2 separate regions of the Mus musculus genome follow, and region 2 is linked to region 1. Evidence: chromatin contacts called from public HiChIP or PLAC-seq data. All regions are on one chromosome and are shown on one strand. Each heading gives the region's core, a stretch centred on a gene start, on an enhancer-like site or on the middle of the called end of the contact. The rest is flanking DNA. Distances are from core to core; before and after follow the strand shown.

The links. HiChIP or PLAC-seq counts read pairs in DNA pulled down with a chosen protein or histone mark.
Region 2: an H3K4me3 HiChIP or PLAC-seq map of embryonic basal ganglia shows a contact between it and region 1, with 4 times the contacts expected there. The contact joins two enhancer-like sites. A contact is called at or near these places in 1 of 484 Hi-C or Micro-C datasets (bone marrow-derived macrophages) and 4 of 115 datasets of contacts at active chromatin or transcription factors (double positive thymocytes, embryonic basal ganglia, fetal liver and 1 more).

Annotation. Positions count from the first base shown.
Region 1 is chr5:106,822,502-106,827,636 of GRCm38.p6, reverse strand. No RefSeq gene overlaps it. Among named protein-coding and RNA genes, the nearest start is that of Gm33327, 22 kb to the right of the region's middle. Within about 2 kb of position 2,161, at least 126 of the 459 cell types and tissues checked have an H3K27ac peak or open chromatin away from gene starts, as enhancers often do. A contact at or near this core is called in double positive thymocytes, embryonic basal ganglia and memory CD8 T cells, where this site is marked.
Region 2 is chr5:107,357,201-107,362,335 of GRCm38.p6, reverse strand. Brdt (bromodomain, testis-specific) reads right to left here. Exons shown (of 19, transcript NM_054054.2): 9 at 4,401-4,589; 10 at 3,327-3,499; 11 at 2,863-3,143; 12 at 2,631-2,756; 13 at 2,349-2,564. Among named protein-coding and RNA genes, the nearest start is that of Brdt, 29 kb to the right of the region's middle. Within about 2 kb of position 2,800, at least 306 of the 459 cell types and tissues checked have an H3K27ac peak or open chromatin away from gene starts, as enhancers often do. A contact at or near this core is called in double positive thymocytes, embryonic basal ganglia and memory CD8 T cells, where this site is marked.

The DNA.
Region 1 (5,135 bases), core at 912-3,411:
AGCTGGGCAGGGTCGGGGCTGAACAGCAGCCACAGCTCATGCCGTCACTACTGGGCTTCGTGGCTGAGGTTGGGTAGGTGGATTCATCCATGAGTGTTTGGTGAGCTGCTGCAGGGTGTGGATGGATCAAGGAATAACCACAGCACCAGTGAAGACCATAGGGAAGATGTAACCATGGCTACCAGTGAAGACGTAGCCATGGCTGCCAGATCTCTGCAGCCATCCACTTAGGACAAGGTTGGAAGAAATTTCTTTCATTAAATATCTCAAATAGGGAGTGCGTGGACAGTAGACATGGGTTCAATTCCCAGGACCAACATGGTGGCTCAGGACCATTTGTAACTCCAGTCCCTGAGTATCTATCCACACCTCCATGATGCATATGTATATAATTAAAAATAGAAAGATGGGATATATTACTATTAGAGACTTAGTATTTTAGATCTGTTAAATATTTTATATGTGACCCAGCTAGTTTTGTGTCAAACTGACACAAACTAAAGTCATCTGAAAGGAGGGAACCACAATGGAGAAAATGCCTCCATAAGATCCAGTTGTGAGATATTTTCTTAATTAGTGATTGATGGGGGAGGCCAGCCTGGTGCTGGGTTCTATGAGAAAACAAGCTAAGCAAGCCATGAGGAGGGAGGGAACCAGGAGGCAGCACCTTCCATGGCCTGTGGGTCAGCTCCAGCCTCTGGATTCCTGCCATTTGAGCTCCTGTCCTGACTTCTTCCTTCAGTGATGAACAGATGTGGAACTGTAAGCCAAATAAACCCTTCCATCCCCAGCTTGCTTTTACTCACAGTTCCACTGCAGCAATAGAAACTCTAGGACAATTCTTGTATTATGAAGAGGCAGGACAGGTGCAGTCTGTTTTCAAATTAAAGAAACCAAGGTCGGGAGACATAAGACAAGAATGTCCTGGATTCCTCCCTGTCTATGAGGCCAGGCAGACTTCTAAGTTCCCTTAAGGAGGGAGGGAGGGAGGGAGGGAGGGAAAGAGAGAGAGAGAGAGAGAGAGAGAGAGAGAGAGAGAGAGAGAGAGAGAGAGAGAGAGAGAGAGAGAGAGAGACTGTCTGTTTTCAAATTAAAGAAACCAAGGTCGGGAGACATAAGACAAGAATGTCCTGGATTCCTCCCTGTCTATGAGGCCAGGCAGACTTCTAAGTTCCCTTAAGGAGGGAGGGAGGGGGGAGGAAGGGAGAGAGACAGAGAGAGAGACAGAGAGAGAGAGAGAGACTGACTTTTATGCTTTTTGCAATTATAAATACCTCTGATCAGTCGACGTGGCAGGCTGTTTGTCTCCCTGCCAGGCTGGTGACAATGTAATGATAGTATTGTTAACCAGTGTCTTCAGTGATCGTCCACATTTGTCAGACTGTAGAACCGCCTCTGCTGAGCCAGGTGCTTACACACTGGAAGTAAAGCTCAGAAGCAGCCTGCTACCTGGACAAGAAGTCACTATTACTAAACCAGCAGCTGGTGCCTTAGAAACAAAAGCGAATGACCCTGTGTCCAGTCACTGTCGTTCATGTGACATCTCAGGGTCGCTGTGCATCTAACAGCGGAAGACAGTGCCTATCTTTTACCATTTTTAAGAAACATGTCCTAAATCTTAAACAGGAAACGAGATGTTTCTGGTGACTCGGAAGTACAAGCATGGTTGGTTGTGAGGAGGTTTGGTAGAAAAAAGTAGAATTTGAAGCCTGTGTGCCCCAAGTCCGCATAATCATTTCTTCTTTCTTTAGTTGGGTTTGGGGTAGGGGTGGGGCTGGGGGACTGGTGTGGGCTCTGTAGAGAGTGCTTATTCACCTGCATAGCCCCTGGGTTCAGTCTCCTGTGCCACAAATGAAGACTGGAAAGGGGGAACCTACATGCTGAGCACGGCACACTGTTTGGTTGGACAATCAAGGAAACCAATGTTCCGCATACAGGGCTTACAGTTTCGCGGAGAGAAACTCTCTGCTCCCGAGGGCAGATGCCCCCACCCCTTGGCTCTCCCGCTGGGGCTTCCCAACTGGACTCTTCCAACCCCTCGCTGGAGGCTTGGACAGCGGCTGGTCGTGGAGTGCGGACTGAGTTACCGCTCTCACCACAAGACAAACATTTGCCATCCGCGGAGGCCGGAAGGGGAGGTTGTGACGATCTTGTTTCTTGGCAACTGAGAACCATCCTGTTAGAGGTGGCCAGTCTGCTTTCAAAACAAAAAGGAGCCTGTAACTGTAAAGGGCTACCGGGCTCCCGCTCCCCCACCCACTTAGAAGCAAAACCTATTTATGAGGCTTTATTAAGTGCAAATAAGTCCCTCGGCTTCAGCTGGGACTCCGCAGCTGCTGAGGATGCGGCCATTTGCATATAAATGACATGATTTCGGCTCAGAGAAGAATATCAAAAAATATACATGTCGACAATGGAATCTTGATAGATTCACACATATTAAGGTCAGATGTTGTAATTTTTAAGGCTGCTGCATGCTGATGGCTGAATCTTATCACACGTTCAATTCTGTTTGAGTTATATTAGGTTTATCTTCTATGAAATGGAGGATTTTTATTGTGAATTAATTAAGCTACTTTTTCCTCCCTAAAGATGAGAACATTTAGGTCAATAAGCTAAATGCTCTACAAATGCATAGGCTGTGTGATAGCCAAAGTTACCGACGCCAAACTTGGTTTTCGTCCTAGCTAACAGAGGGCTGTGTGCCCAGGTGCTCACAGAAGGGAGCACGGAGACTTCCTTCATGTCAGTGTGTCTGCTGCAAGAGTAGCTGCCCTTTGAATCACCGAGGAAATTTTCTTATTCTTTTTACATGTATGCACACACTCCCACATGTGTGCATGCACAGACATGTATACATACATAGGACCAAAGGACACTGAGTGTCATTCCCTATCAGCTTTCCACCATTTCTTTGTTTAAATGATTTTATTTATTTTTGTGTGCATTGTTGGTTCTCTTGCTCGTGTGTCTGTGTGAAGTTGTCAGATCTCCCGGAGTTGGAGTTACAGACAGCTGTGAGCTGCCATGTGGGTGCTGGGAATTGAACCCTGGTTCTCTGGCAGAGCAGCCAGTGCTCTTCACTGCTAAGCCATCTCTCCAGTCCTCTTTGTTTAAATGTGAACGATTGGCTTCTAACTTCCCCAGAACTTACCAACTAAGTTAGGTTGGATGGCCACCAGGCCCCAGGGGTTCGCTGTTAACATGTCTTCAGTGCCAGGATTATAAGTGAGAGTCTTCATTCCTGGGCTGTTTTGTTTGTTTCAGTTTTTAATTTAAAAATTTAGATAACTTTCCTCCATTCCCTTTTTTTCTCCCCTCCCCCCATGCCTTTATTTCTCCCCCCAAATTCCTGGACTCCTCTTCCCTAATGGTTATATGCAAATACATATATATATATATAAATATATAAATACAGCCAGCTGAACCCATTCATTGTTGCATGTACATGATTTCAGGGCTGACCACTTGCTACTGAAAAATCAATTTAGGGGCTCCCCTGTGGGAAAGACTACAAGACTCCCAAAACAAAGCAATAAAGGCTATTGCTATTGTCTTTTGTTGCCTCCCAGAGGTTGAAGGTAAGTCCCCATTGCTGAAGACACCACACACTTCAGACCTAGAACTCAAAGGATATGAGCTGGAACAAGTGTGGAAGCCTTCTGTGAGGGCTTCTGTGAGAAGGTTCTAGAATTGCCACGACCTGTAATCTCCCAGGCTAACAGGGGAGCTAAGCAAGCAATAGTACTGCCCACCTGTGGTGCCTATGCACCAAGCAATGAACAGATGGCAATGTATCCCTGATGGTGCAACTGTAGCACTCACGTCTTCCTGGTAACCAGCAGTGGTCCAACCAGACTTGAGGTCTGCTCAACAGGAGGGAAGTTATGCCTGTACTTTAAACTGAGCCAATTACCCAGGGCTAGGATCTTAGAGGAGACCCTCCTACTAATACTTTACTCAATTTCTAACTGCACTCACATACTTATCCCTGCTCACATACTTACCCCTACTCACAGGCTTACTCATCCCTACTCACACACTTACTTATCCATAGGTAAGTGTAGCCCCCAACCCTTACCAAAGAAGCTTCTCTTTGCAATAGACTGCTACATAAAACCACAATTGGCCAAAATGTGGAAAACAACTGCTTGTGGATTTTATCGGCAGCACAATTCCTACATTCAAGGCTCAGAGAGCATCTTGGAAGAAGGCAAGAAAGACTCAGAGCCAGGGGCCCAGGAAATCTACTGTAAAATTGTGTCTCTTAGCAATGACAGGGAAGCTTCACCTGTGATACCTCAGCAGCATGGCTGCCTAAAAACAACCTGAACAAGAACAGCACCGTAGGCGAACAAGCAGCAGATGTGCCAACATGTAAGGGGGAAATCTCGCGGGACTCTTCCTGCAGACAATGGGGATGCAGAGGTTCTCCTGGCTTTTTACATTATTCTTTTAAATCTTATTTATTTTATGTATATGAGTATCTATACACTGTAGCTATCTTCAGACACACCAGAAGAGGGCGTCAGATCTCATTACAGATGGTTGTGAGCCACCATGTGGTTGCTGGGATTTGAACTCAGGACCTCTCTGGAAGAGCAGTCAATGCTCTTAACCACTGAGCCATCTCTCCAGCCACAGCTTTTTAAATTTTAAGTTGTCCCTGCAGTAGATAGACTGACATAAACTCAGGTCTTCTGGCTTACAAGGCAAGTACTTTACTATCTAAGCTGTGTTCCCAGTCCTTGGTTTCACTTTACAAAGCTTTCTAAAGCGTGGCTCAAGGAACAAGAGGGGAATTGTGTAGCTAGGAAACTCCCATTGTTTCCTTACCCTGTGCATTGTAGCTCGAGCTGTACATCTACTGAGGCAACTTTGGTAATTCCCACATTATGCCCAAGCCCAACTCATACACTGCTTAGAGAAAGCAGCTATTCTATCCTGAAAAATGCCCTGAATCTCATCCTACATCAGACAAGGTGCGCCGTGGCTCATGAACTTTCTGCAAGCTATAGATAACTTACCAACTTCTTTCTGTATGTGCGTCATCAGGAAGATATAATAATGCCCATACTACATCCACCCTGCCAGGCAGACCACAGCTCTCTGATGGAGAAAGGGGTTCTGTTAAT
Region 2 (5,135 bases), core at 1,551-4,050, 530 kb before region 1:
TCTATAAAGATATAGATGGTATGTTCAAAAATTAAAATTTCAAGAATAAATGACAAGACAGATGTAGCAACAGATGCCTGTGATTCCAGCACTCAGGAGGCTGTGAGAGAAAGAACAGGACTTTAAGTCTATCCGTGGCTACACAGTGAGACTCCATCTCAAACAACAGTAAAAGACAATTTCAGTGCCCACAGTGAAGACAAACTGATCTCAGTGTAATAAATCACAAACTATTCATAAGATGGTTAACTTGAATAAATAGATAGATAAATAAATAAATGAAGCGAGCTGAGGAATACCTGCAGCTTGATGGTTAAACTGATTTCCTGGTATGTAAGACCTTGGGTTCACTCTCCAGTGCCAGGAAAGGGAATAAAATTTGTTGCTTTTATTTTAACATTATATATTTTTAAAAGCGTCTAAATCAGTCTACATGTGTGGGCCTATGATCTACTGCTTGAGGCCATGAATGCAATGGATATTTTTCCAATACTGTTCTATGCTCAGAAGTCAAATATAAGAAATATTTTATAATAAGAGCTGCACATGACTTTAAAATGTATTAGAATGACAAATCCTAACCACAGCAAAACTTCTGTTGAACTTTACTAAATTGTTCTGCAAGTTCAAGGATGGCTTAGGCTTCAGTGCAAGCTCCAGCCCAGCCCAGCCCAGGACACTCCCTGAGGACACAGCTTGGTGCTGCAGTGCTTGCTCACCTTGTGTGCATGCACAGGTGCCTTAGTCCCACCACCACACAACAGAAGCAAAGCTCTCTGGAAAACATGCCACCAACCATGAATGCTGATCAGCAGATACAAACTCAGCAATGTTTTAGGATTAGAATTCTGAGTTTGAGCTGTTCTGTTAAAGTTAGAAACCAAGTTTCTGTACCATTTTAAGAACATATAGATGATGATAAACATTTTCTTCTCTTCAAGTAATATACTAGAATATCATATCAAGTAATATCTAGAATATCATATCAAGAGTTTTGTGTGGTATAGCACACCTGCTGGGAGGCAGAAGCAGGAGGATTGCTGAGTTCAAATCCACTCTGGCCTACAAAGTGAAGTCTGGCTACACAGTAAGCAAAGACAGGAAGGGAAGGAGAGAGGGAGGGAGGGAGGGAGTGAGGGAGGGAGGGAGGGAGGAAGGAAAGAAGGAATTCTAAATACTAAGGCGCTATACCAAAAAACTCTATGCAGTATTTTTTTCTAACTTTCAAAGCATTTATTGAATATTTAAGTTAAATAATTCAAATTAATAGTCATAGTTTTATCCCACAAATAAAAGACAAGGTGCTGTAACTTATTAGGCCACAAATGCTTTATTAGATAAAATTACAATTAATTACAATTTAAAATACTAAATGCAACTTAGATTTTTCCAGTATTGTTTTATGCTTAAAAGTCAAATATAAGAAATACTTTGTAATAAGAACTCTAAAATGAGTTTTAATGTAATGTATTAAAATAACAAATTCTAACCAAAGTAAAAATTCTTTTAAATTTTACAAAATTGTTCCCCTCTATATACTCAGAAATGTGAAAACCAAATCAGCGACTAGCTCTACAAAAAATAAATGAATCAAAACCAAAGGAAAACAGAATCGCTGCCAGCCAGCAGACCCTGACTGTCAACTGCAATTCTTTACGCTGGAGTTTCTGTGAGGTTCTTTTTAATTAAAAAGAACTGAACCTCACAAGAAACATCCCATTAACAATAAAGCACATTTTAGGGAAGAAAGCGCCCTGGGTTCTGCATTTGCTGCTTGGTTAAAATGGAACACCATTGGTGGGGTGGACAGTGATCACATGGCAGCTGTCCAACTAGTAATAGAAAACATGAGTGGCCTGGCTTAATACAACTGACAAACTGCACAAGAAAATGTGGTACTTCCATCTTTTTCTATAGATGATAGGTAATAATATGTAGTTAAAAAACATAAATTAAAAAAAAAAAAAAACTCTCTACAAATTTTGGGGTGAGTGGCTTCTTAATTCAAAGCGACAGTTCAACTCAGAAAGCAGTGTCCAAACAGGACACACTTCACATCGGAGTGACCCAAAGTACAATGGGAACACACTGAGGCCTCCCAAATAATGTTTTCATTAAGAAGTGAAAGCAGCACCCGCAGTTTTTCAATCTCGTACATTTCCTTAGGAGACCTCCCATCAGGCCCAAGTCACATCCTTTCCTTCTTTTATGGAAAGAGTAAGGATTTTATTAAGGATGTTGGCATCCAAAGCATAGGTCCTCCTCTACACATTCTCCGGACGCTACAGGAAAGGCCACCCCCCCACCCCCACCCCCACCACCGCAGCGGTGCCTACGAGCCAGCTAACCTGGTTCAGAATCGCTGCTGTCGGAGGAGCTCGAGTCGCTGCTGCTGCTCGCGGACCCCGAGGAGCTGCTGCTGCTGCTGCTGCCGCTGCTGCTGCTGCTGCTGCCGCTGCCGCTGCCGCTGCTGCTGCTGCTGTCGGTCAGGCGAGACCCACTGGCCAGCTCCGGGGGAGGCGGCGGGGGCGGGGGCGGGGGCGGGGGCGGGGGCGGCTTCTCCACTGCAAAACAGGGAGCGTTAACAGCGGTCATGGCTCACGGGTGGGCGCGGAGAAACCGCCACCTACCTTTTGCTGGACGTTTCGTTTGCCGTTTCCTACAATTCAGCTGATTGTTGACGTCCAGCAACCGCCTCTCCAGCTCCAGCTTTTTTTCAGAATGGAGCTCCTCCTTAGACCTGACAACCTTCTTTGCTGTGAGAGGAGGAGCAACCGTGAGTGCGGGGAGGGGCCTGGAGGTGGGGCGTGGCCTAGAGGCAAGATGGGGCGGGACCTAGGGATGGGGCTGGGCCTGGCCTACCTTGGGGCTTCAGCGACCTCTTCCTCAGACAGGCCAGGACATACTTCTCCAGTTCTCTAAGTGTGGATGCCTTCAGGGTCTCAAAGTCGATCTCGATCTCGTCCGGGTTGGAGTTTCTCAGGGAAGGCTCCCTTGACTGTATTATGTGAACTATTCGACCAAGCTTGTCTCCAGGCAGTTTGTTTATGTCCAAGCTCAGCTGCCTTTTCTCATCGTAGTTCATAGGCTTCGCATTGTCTTCCTCTTCCGATTTCAAAAGCGGCTTCTTCTTCTTTGGTTGACTGTAACAAAATTATATATTGGTTTCATATTTTTAAAACATTTTTGTTGGTGTGGGAATTTCATACAATGTACCCACATCACACAGGCATTCAGTTCATCTTGATCCAGGCCCTCACATAGGCTAACTGTGTGGTCCTTCACTGAGCCTGCCTCCTGGGCAGTCACTCACTGAACATGCTTACTTGATTTTGGCCTTCTCCTTTTGCTTCATTTGCTTAGGCTTTTTCCTTGGGTTTTCATCTCTGTTATTAACCTTTTTCCTTTTTGGCGCCCTTTTGGACTTCTCATTCTTTTTCTTCAGCTTACGTAATGGAACTTGGGACAGAACTTGCAGCTGCTGATGAACAGCATTAAGCTGGGAAAGGAAAAAATAAAAGCCTTTAAACATTTATGTCTCTAAAGCACTAAAGATACTAGAAAAACATGGTACTCCAAAGTCATGCCACCCTTTGTGAAATTCATGTCATGTTCTACTTCCTTCAGGATTTTGCTTCATTTTGGAATTTCAGTGTTTTGAAGGGTATATAAATAAATAAATAATAAACAAACTGTATAGTATAACATAGTATAGTAATAAAAACACTACAGCCCAACATTTCTCAGTATTAAAGTTTCTTTCAAAAGATATATATATCTTACAGGTGGTTGTAAGTAGCCTGGTACACATGCTAAGAACTGAACTCAGGTGCTCTGGAAGACCAGCCAGTGCCAATAACTGCTGAGCCATCTCTCCAGCCCTAGTCTTCAGATATGACCTCAGTAAAAGTTACTATTTTATCACAGAAAGTAGCAAGTGATCTCATTCTAAAATATTCCACATTATACCAAAAATCACTTCAGTAAGAATCAACTACTCAGACTATAAATGCAAATAGCAGAATTGTAAATAATTCCCAGGCATCATGGTGCACACCAACAATCCCAGCACTTGAAAGGCAGAGGCAGAAGGAGCAGAAGTTTATGACAAGCCGGGTACATGAGACCATTTCAAAGAGGAGGAGGAGGAGGAAGAGGAGGAGGAAGAGGAATAAAATGTGGTGGTAGTGGCTCTAGAACTATAGTATACAGATATTTGAGTAGGAAATTTTGAACATGGCAAATATGCCAAAAACTAACTAAAGCTATAGACATTAGGTGATGCAACTAAAGCTATAGATGGCATTAGGTGATCTAAACATAACAGCTGTGACTCTGCAAGCAGTGCACCACTGACTAGCCGCTTGGGAACCATCAACACTTGCGTCATATACGGCCACCTGCTCCTGAAGCTTGGCAAGATGCTGCACTCGTTCATCCTCAGAGTCTTCAGAAGAGGCGTCCCCCGAGGAGGCCTCGCTGCTGCTTTCTCTGCTGAGGGCTTGTGCACTGTTTGTTGTAAGGTGGCATGCATGCATACTCTCAATAGGTTCATCGGGAATCTTGGCAAAATGTAGTTCAAAAACATCCTATAATGCAAAATTAACCTGTTCACATTTTTTGGTTTATTTTGAGACAGAGTTTCACCATGTCCAGGCTGGCCTGGAGTGCACTATGTAGCCCAGACTGCCTTGGAACTTGAAATCCTCCTGCCCACCTCCAGAGTGCTGGGATTGTAGGCATACACCACCTGGTTTGATTTTCTCCATTTCTGATTTAATGCAACAAGAACACCTTTAAAAGTACACATGGCTGGGAGGTGGTGGCTCACATCTTTAATCCCAGCACTTGGAAGGCAGAGGCAGGCGGATTTCTGAGTTCGAGGCCAGCCTGGTCTACAAAGTGAGTTCCAGGACAGCCAGGGCTATACAGAGAAACCCTGTCTCGAAAAACCAAACCAAACAAACAAACAAACAAACAAACAATTACACATGGAGATACCTGGGCAGCCGTCTTTAAGCCACACCAGAAGAAGTGCAGCATGATGATTCTGTCTGCACTTCTGTGCCTCAGCACACTTCTAGGCTATGTCTCTCAGCATGGTCGACCTTTGTAGTTAAGGTCAGCCATGTCAT